2 separate regions of the Zea mays genome follow, and region 2 is linked to region 1. The links are chromatin contacts, called in public Hi-C maps. All regions are on one chromosome and are shown on one strand. Each heading gives the region's core, a stretch centred on a gene start, on an enhancer-like site or on the middle of the called end of the contact. The rest is flanking DNA. Distances are from core to core; before and after follow the strand shown.

Region 1 (4,582 bases), core at 826-3,325:
CATCAGAGCCCTGGCCGTTCGCTTGTGACGCTAGGCTTGCGGCGGTCGTCGTTGAAGTTCAGACGCTGGCTCTTTTGCTCCTGTTGATTGACGTGTTCGGCTTCGATTCCGCTTGATCAGTTTCCACGCGCGCGCATTCATCGGGGAAGCAAGGTATTGAATCTTTCTTTTTTTTAGTTTAACTAAAATATTTAAAAAAGTATCAGTATTTGTATCTCTCTTCCCAGCTGAGGGTGTCGCGTTCCCCAGCATTGTTATCCTTAGGCGAAAGGCTGGTCCATCTGAGATTCGCGACGGTGTCATCCCGACATCACTTTCCTTCCTGAAGGCGTCGCATTGAAGTTTGTCTCGGACTTAGGCTTCGTCTTCTATAGTTGCTTTCGCCGCTAGGTGTCTGGTATGCGGGTGAAGGTAGGGCTTTGCATTGTGAAATCGAAGTTGTTGCATCAGGGGTTGTAGCTCGGCAACGATGACACCTGTAGAGACCCTTCTTCGTGGGTTGGATTGTTTCGGAGGTTCGGGCATCTGACAGGCAAGGGCGGAGCCAAGGGGGGGGGCAGCAGGGGCCATGGCCCCGCCCAAGGCTGCGGCACACACACATATACTTTAAATTTTGTGTAGTCTAAATATATATAATTTAGATTTTGTGCAGCATAATTAATCAAAGATATAATATAGTAGTTGCTAATATATGATCCATAACTCTGTTGTAGTATGTCAACCAAAGTTTAAAAAACATAATATAAGATAAAATACTCGTTAAATGACCAATCGATGATATGAGACGTCAAAGCTAATTCGTTTGCAGACGTTGATATCTAAACCTCACCCCTTTATGATCCATCTTATTATCTGGCTGGACAGCTATCGATTGTCGCCGATTATTTGACTTGCCACTTCTATAGCCCCACAACCAAAGTCCAGAGAAGGTGATCACGCGAAACAACAGAATGAGCGCCAACAACATCAATCACCGGAACCACATGTCGCAACCGGGACATCCGCATAGACTACAAAACTGGATCCAAATATGGTTAACTTTATTATTTTGGTATTGTTACCACGACAACTTTAGTTCAATATATCAATTAGCTAAAAAATGGATTCATGGACTAAGATAATTTATAAAGAACTAGAATTCTTATTCAATATCGAGTGCTTAAGATTTATAACATTATACAATATTTTTTCACCATATAGTATTGATGAATTCGTCGGTCCCTCTTATATTGTAATCCTGGCTCCGCCCCTGCTGACAGGGGCAGCAAGAAGGTTCAAGCTCATTGCTAAAGAATCGGAGTTATCTCGTGTGGGGTGTGCTGAGGCTTGGCAACGTCGGAGCACCGCGATCTTCCTTCTTCTGTGCCAGTGTTTGGTTGTAGGCGTCGTCGAGTTTTCTTTGGCCATGTGCGGCTCGTCTTGCGTAGTCGGGGCTGCTTGTCCCTTGGGTCGAGCTCGGCAACGATAACTCTGGATGAGTTGGGGGGGTTCTGTTGTCTGGGCTGTTTTGTGCATTATGTAGGTGGTGAGTGTTGTGCCGTGTTGATGTCACAATCCAACTGGCGGGTTGAGTTTGTATGGTGTTGACGTGTTGATGTTCTAATCCAACCGTATGTTGTTTATTATTTTATTATTTTGTCTGGTCTGGATCTTTTTCCTTTATTAATATAAAGTATGATTTAAAAGTGAAATAATATTCGTTATATATCATAGATATACCTTCTTATAAACCAAAACATAAAAAATGATTTTTTTTATTACAAGCAGTGAGATGTGTTCTCACTGTTTTAGAGTTGAGGGGACGAGGTGCATAATATCACGCATTTTGTGTACAGGTGGGTGGAGAGATAAACTCGACTTGGTGATGATAAGAGGAGGGCATGATTGAGTGCAGCGTCAGCGTGCGTTATCGGACAGTGCATGCTTGTGTGATATTTATGCATACTCTGGCTGAGACTGATACTCTTTCCGTGAGGTGTCAAGTCTGATCTACAACAAAGTTGCAATAATGATGATTAGTTTCTGTTCTGAAATAATAATTGCTCCAGTTTCATGCTGTCAATCCAGCGACCTGCATATACCGGGAGAGGGAGGGAGTCAACGCCCATCTGTATATCCTGGCTGTCTCTGAACATGTTTACTTGACGTTGACGTGTTCGCTTCTTCGTTTTTTTTTTCTTAAAGTAAAGCAACCGCCTGTCGAGTACAGTTCCCGTTACCGTATCTCTTCATGGTTCGGTATTTTTAGCCTCCTTCGCAGGCAAGCAATTAGCCTGTGTACCGCGTATTTCCAGCACATAGCTAGCTAGCTGGTATTTCCGTAATCTTACGAAAGCGATTAGTAGCTTAATTACTACTCCTATACATTTGTAATCGATGTAAATTATGATGATTACTCATGAAACTCCTACTGTTACCTCTAAAGATCCTCTCACGGGAACAGACGGGAAAACGAGCCTGTTGAGCACTGAAAAGAGCTGAGGCCGGATGGTCCGCAACCCGAACGGTCCGTGTTGGTGGCGTGGACGGTCTATGCGTGCGCAGAGTCAGTTAGGGTTCCTAGTTTCTCGCGGGATTTGTTACCTAAAACCGCGGGATTAACTCGGAAAACAGTTTAAAGCGGATCCAGACCTCCCTTTATATAGATGAAGGGCTACGGCCGATTGAACCCCCAACAATCGATCAAATCAAGTCTATTTCTCGTTTTTACCTTATGCATTAGGAGTAGTTCTAGTTTAGCCCTAGTTTAGTTTATTACAATCCTCAAATTCTCTGCTTCTCTTCGACTCTACGTCGATTAGAGGAGTCTAGGTCGACCTACCGAGCCTAGACAACACCTAGGATTAAGAAACGTGGAACCCTAACTGGTTCCACACACGCGCGGACCGTCCGGCCTCGGGGCCGGACCGTCCACATGTCACTTTGGGTGCCCAACATATGCCCCCTGCCTTTTGGAGGAGCTGAGCGAACCAAAAGCAACTAACTCGATGTAATCACATCGATATTCTTAAGCATCTTGCCACATACTAGGATGGCACTGCTTGAGGAAACGCCCGCTCAATGCCTTGGGCAAAACTTTGCCTTGTAATGTTTGCAATAAGTATGCATCACCGGACATCACATGTGCTACCTTGTAAGGGCCTTCCCAACTTAGCGACCACTTTCCAAACTTCTGGTCTTTGCTCCTTAGAGGCAAGATGGTCTTCCACACTAGATCCCCTACTTGGAACGATTTAGCCTTGACCTTCTTGTTGTAAGCTTTGGCAACCATGATCTTATCCTTTTCTATTTCTCCTAATGTTGTCATTCTCTTGTCGGTCACTGTCGGGGACCGTAATTAGGGGTACCCCCAATGCTCCTTAATCCGGCTGGAAAACATCTTCAGAACAAACCATAAACGACTGATAAAGCGCAGGCCTCGTCTAACAAGGGACGCGACCTCATCCGAGCCCAGCCTCGGGCAAGGACGGTAGTCCCGGACGGATTCACGCCTCGACCGAGGGTCCCCTCAGTCAGCAGACGCACCCTCGGCTCGCCCGAAGCCCAGCTCGGGCAGACTTTGTCGTGCAGCGACCTCGCCCAAATCGCCTTACCAACCGACCGTATCACATGCACATTTAATACGGGGATCGCCTGACACCTTATCCTGACACGCGCGCCACAGTCGGCAAGGTCGAAGTGACCGCAGTCACTTCACCCCTTTACTGACTGTTCTGACAGGAAAACAGCACTGTTCACCCCGCTCCGGCAACTGTGCCAGCCACCAGGGAAAGACTAACAACAGTCACGGCCTTTCCCGAGTTCGGCCTCGAGCGCAACAGAGAGCTCCGCCTCGCCCGACCCCAGGCCTCGGCTTCAGCTTCGGCCTCGGGAGAAGGACTCTGCCTCGCCCGACCTCATCCTTGGCCTCGGAGGAGTCGCCGCCTCACCCGACCTCGGCCTCGGACCGACTATGCTACAGGGGATACATCATTACCCTACTCCTAGCTAGCTACCTCAGGCTATGAAGGAACAAGACCGGTGTCCCATCTAAGGTTACTCCGGTAACAGGTAATGATGGTTCCCCGCGTGCGCCCATGACGTCGGATTACTCCCAACCTCCTACGGAAGCAGGGGAACGTCAGCAGCATCCATGCCGCACCGCCAGCTATGCTTCTATAGGACTCAAGGCACTTCTCCGACGGCCACGTTAGTACATGTACAGGGCTCAAGGCAATTCTCCGCCAGCCACGTTAGCTCATAGCAACACCCCCATTGTACAGCTGGGCATCTCCTTGTATCTATAAAAGGGGATGTCCAGGGCCTTCCAACGAGGGAGGAGGGAGAAACGTACGAACGTGCGACGTACGAACGAGCGAAGGCAGGCGAGCAGAGGCAGGCAGAGTAGGAGAGACGCGGTAGAGGCAGGCTCAGACAGCTCACCTCAAGGCCGAATCCTCTCTTTCTCTCTCTCTCGCTCTCGCTCCCTCGCAACGCTTGTAACCCCTACTACGAGCACCCCGTTGCAAGATAACATAAGCCTCATTCCCCTCTTGTGTTCCATCTTGCATCAACCCATCTGGGCAGGGACACGCAACAACAA
Region 2 (4,582 bases), core at 1,554-4,053, 75 kb after region 1:
TGATTAGGCTATTAAAGGGGGGCAAGGGTGAGTATTGGTTGGTTGGTGGGGTATTTATAGCTCCAAACCGACCAAATAGCCATTATAGTGAAGTTAGGCTGTCTCCCACAGCCCGATGATACACAACAATAACTATTGTATTACTGTATTAAAACTAGTTGTTTGAACTTTGCCTTATATGTATGGTCTGACGCCCATCGTTGGACCAATCTGGCACCCACCAGAACCTCTCTGGTCACTACACAAAAGTTGTTGAACCCATCCACTTTAGTCCAATGAAACAACTGTTCACAGTGTCTGACAGCCATGTAGTTAAAACCCTAACGAGAATAGTGTGATCATATTGTCTGACATTTGTCATCGGATCAATCTGACATACCCCTAGAACTCTCGGGTCTAATCACCTAGATTGTCGGACCCAATATATTGGTTCGATAAGGTATTGTTCATAGTGTCCAACGATCGAGTAGGGATCCGAATTATATGAAAATTTTAATATTTTAACATATATATGTATAGAATTTAGTTCTAATATTTAGTCGTGTTGTTAAGCATATTATGAATGGCAAGAATAAAATTATGTATAATTTTTATACATTATTTTCTCACTGCAACAAAAAATGAAAAATATCTAAATTACAAAAGTCTACTATAATATTTATAAATTAAATTAAATATTAAAATATTTTAAAATATCTAGTAGATGTAAAGCAGCCGTCAATCAGCCAGCTACTGTATAGAAACTTTGTAGACTATAGTACACCTATCAGCCTGGCCCCTAGCCTCTAGGGAATGCAACAGCAACGTGTTCTCATCTTCCCTTGTCTGCGAGTAGCTGTTAAGTTTTCTTAAAATTAAAAAATAATGGTAATATTATCTAAATATTTTATATATAGTAGACTCAACGAATTTGATAGTATAAATTATGTACTTAAATTATTAATATTATATATATTTGGTCGAAATTAAAAGTTTTTAATTTATAAAAACGAGAACAATACTTATTTATTTTGGGTCGTTGTGAGTTACGCACAAGAAAACAATATATCGGTTATGGAGTATTCTAGCCGGCAGAGAATAAGGAAATGATGTGCTTGGCACCGTGCAGACATCGATACGAAAGAAAAACTAAAGCGTAATTTCGCCTTGTTCGTTTAAATAGTCAGCATCTATTCAATCATCTATTGTAGTCCCTCAATCCACGAAAAATATATATCTCGATTCTTGAAACATAAAATAGTTTAAAATCTAACTAAGTTTACTAAAAAAACAGTACCAACTCCTATATACTTACATATATTTATTTTTAAAATGCCCATAATTAATCTATTGATATACCTTTTATGTATTGTAAATATTAATAGTTTTTCTATAAACTTAATAAGATTTAGGATTATTTGATCACTCACGAAGTGAGAATTCCGTTCTTTTTTTTTGAACGACTGTTTAGCCGTTTAAATGAACGCTGGATGGAATAATTTTTAAATACGGTAGTTGATTGATGTTTAGTGTCTCGATGTACACTGAATTTTGTCAAAACGTTATTTGATTTAAAATGTGTATGTTTGGATGAACTGATACGAATAGTGGGATTTAACTTTATAGCACCCGTGAATGAGGTCAGGACGAATGGATATTTACTTTAGAGGATAATAAATAAAATTTTATCTTATATATATTCTTATCACCTGATATCTACTACCAAAATCCGACATTTTACCAGTGCACGGATCTTTGCCGAGAGCAACTTATCGAACACTCGGCAAAATTAGCTTTGCCAAATGCCACTCTCGGTGAACTACAACACTCGACACAGACAGTCTTTTGTCGAGTGCAAAACACTTGGCATATAACAACGCTCGGCAAAGGCTAGTTTGTCGAGCGTCAAGCTCTCGGCGAAACAAGGCGTTCGGCAAAGGACGGTCAGCAGTCGTCTACAGTTGACGACAGTTAACTAGGCCGAGTGCCAGACGTTGACACTCGGCAAAAAACCCATTGCTGATGTACTGTTTACTGAGTCCTCTTTGCCAAAAGTAACACTCGACAAAGAGTTTGCCAAGTGTTTTTTGGGAGCAATTGTGTCCGATAGTGATCTATACATCTATGAGGCAATCATATCTTCTTAAGTTCGCTTCGGCACTTAAGATATGTTTTGTTTAGCTTTCTGAACTTGATTCGCTGTTAAAAAAATTAGAATGTCAACCAAATAGATACAGCAGTGGAATAGATTTCTCCAATTTAATTCAGAGTTACCTTCTACTATAGATTTTTCATATTCCTGTTATCCATGTTACACGCCGTTATTGTCTTATAGAATCTATAGTTGAGAGTTATTTTAACCAAATAAATTATAGTTTTTTCATAATTATCAGTTTACAATTATAATCAGATTTTCAGGAATCTAAATTAAAGGAACTCTCGGTACTCTTACTAATATAAGCGACACATTCAGAAAGCAAAACCCATTTCCGTTGCCCTGATGCTCGTCTACTCTACATATGTCTAAAAACTTTAGTTTTGTCCCATGCCAAGGAATGCACATGCACTGAACTTGGACTAGCATAGGGACTGTGGAGAATGGCAGTCACATACTCACATGCACCATCTACCAATCAAAATTCTTCTCCGCACAAGACAAAGAACTCTAGATTCTTCTTCTCCGGGCGAGCTGTACAAGGGTGTTTCACCGCGATGGCGTCACCGGCAGTAAATCCACGCGCGACGTGTCCCGCCACGTCACCCCGCCCCTCCCGTCCCCTGCGAGTATATAAACCCCTCGCCGCCCGGCTACCTCCTCCCGCCAGCATCTCCCTCCGAGTCCAGGGGGCAGGGGCACCATTACCGAGTAGTTTAATTAGTGCTAGTTGTATTACCATTGTTAGTGACTTAATTACCCTCACGCGAAGCACCTTACCTCTGCTAGTCCTCCTACGTCTCTTCTCTTCGCTTAATCTTGGTCGGTGATTTGATTCTTCACTTCTTGCGCGCATTGCAGAGGGTGCTCGGTCTGCAGCTATCTTAGGTTAACCAGTCGTGTGTGGTCTATCGATTTCGATATAGTACTACTGCTCTGTTATAATCAGCGGGAAGGAGGAAGATGACGGTGACGCCACGGATCACGGTGAGCGACGGGCGGCTGACGGTGCGCGGCCGTACGGTGCTCACCGGCGTGCCGGACAACGTGTCGGCGGCGCACGCGGCCGGGGCGGGGCTCGTCGACGGGGCCTTCGTCGGCGCCCACGCCGGCGAGGCCAAGAGCCACCACGTCTTCACCTTCGGCACGCTCCGGTGAGTAGTCGTTCCCCATCAATCGACCGACCCCCTCTTCTCGAGTATTTCCTTCCGCGATAAGAAATGAGGCTGGTTTTTTCATGCGAAACGTCTAGAATCGGAATTTTCGTTTTTTAGTCCAGGAAGATTTTCAAGTACGTAACCTTTTGCGTTTCAAGCTGGTGATGAGATTGAAACAAGGGTAGATTTATGAAATAAATAAACAAATAATTCGTGGCGCCGATCAGGGACTGCCGGTTCCTGTGCCTGTTCCGGTTCAAGCTGTGGTGGATGACGCAGCGGATGGGCGTCTCCGGCCGCGACGTCCCTCTGGAGACCCAGTTCATGCTCGTCGAGGTCCCTGCCAGTGACGGCGACGGCGACGACGCCCCCGCGTACGTGGTGATGCTTCCGCTGCTGGAGGGGCAGTTTCGGGCAGCGCTGCAGGGGAACGACCGCGACGAGCTGCAGATCTGCATCGAGAGCGGTAATCCGTTCCTTCCATGATCACCGGATGAGATAGCAGCTCAGCTCGACTCGACCGATGACGATCACCGGATGGTCATCCTCATCCCTGCAGGGGACAAGGCGGTGCAGACGGACCAGGCCGCGCACATGGTGTACCTCCACGCCGGCGACAACCCCTTCGACACCGTCACCGCCGCCGTCAAGGCGGTGGAGAAGCACCTGCAGACGTTCCACCACCGCGACAAGAAGAAGCTGCCGTCGTTCCTCGACTGGTTCGGCTGGTGCACCTGGGACGCCTTCTACACCGACGTCACCGCCGACGGCGTCAAACACGGCCTTCAGAGGTACGCGCGCTCTGTCCGCTCTTGCGTGTCAGTGACTCCTCCGTGCCAACGTGCCGTCCTGACGCGGCAACTCTCCTCTGCTTTTGCAGCCTGTCCAAGGGCGGCGCGCCGCCGCGGTTCCTCATCATCGACGACGGCTGGCAGCAGATCGCCTCCGAGAACAAGCCCGACCCCAACGTCGCCGTCCAGGAGGGCGCGCAGTACGTGCATTGCACGCATCGCATTTCTCTGATCAATCATGGCTGGCTGCCAGCCCGCCGCAGTTTCCAGACGCTCACCAAAACTGGTTGATCGCTTCCAGATTCGCCAGCCGGCTGACCGGGATCAAGGAGAACACCAAGTTCCAGACCAAGCCCGACGGCGACGGCGACGGCGAGCAGGCGCCGGGCGGGCTGAAGCGACTGGTGGCCGAGACCAAGGACGCGCACGGCGTGAAGCAGGTGTACGTGTGGCACGCCATGGCCGGGTACTGGGGCGGCGTGACGCCGACGGCGGGGACG

Evidence for each region. A called contact is a pair of places that touch in the nucleus more often than the background predicts.
Region 2: a contact with region 1 is called in a Hi-C map of ear, with 3 times the contacts expected there. The contact joins the promoter of LOC606463 here to the enhancer-like site in region 1. A contact is called at or near these places in 6 of 25 Hi-C or Micro-C datasets (ear, endosperm, leaf and 1 more).

What each region holds. Positions count from the first base shown.
Region 1 is chr7:19,503,571-19,508,152 of Zm-B73-REFERENCE-NAM-5.0, forward strand. No RefSeq gene overlaps it. Among protein-coding and RNA genes, the nearest start is that of LOC103632117, 50 kb to the left of the region's middle. Within about 2 kb of position 2,076, at least 11 of the 20 cell types and tissues checked have an H3K27ac peak or open chromatin away from gene starts, as enhancers often do. A contact at or near this core is called in ear, endosperm and leaf, where this site is marked.
Region 2 is chr7:19,577,753-19,582,334 of Zm-B73-REFERENCE-NAM-5.0, forward strand. It overlaps LOC606463 (alkaline alpha galactosidase 1), which reads left to right and starts at 2,804. Exons shown (of 7, transcript NM_001154078.2): 1 at 2,804-3,288; 2 at 3,519-3,757; 3 at 3,851-4,082; 4 at 4,172-4,282; 5 at 4,384-4,582. The coding sequence starts at 3,098.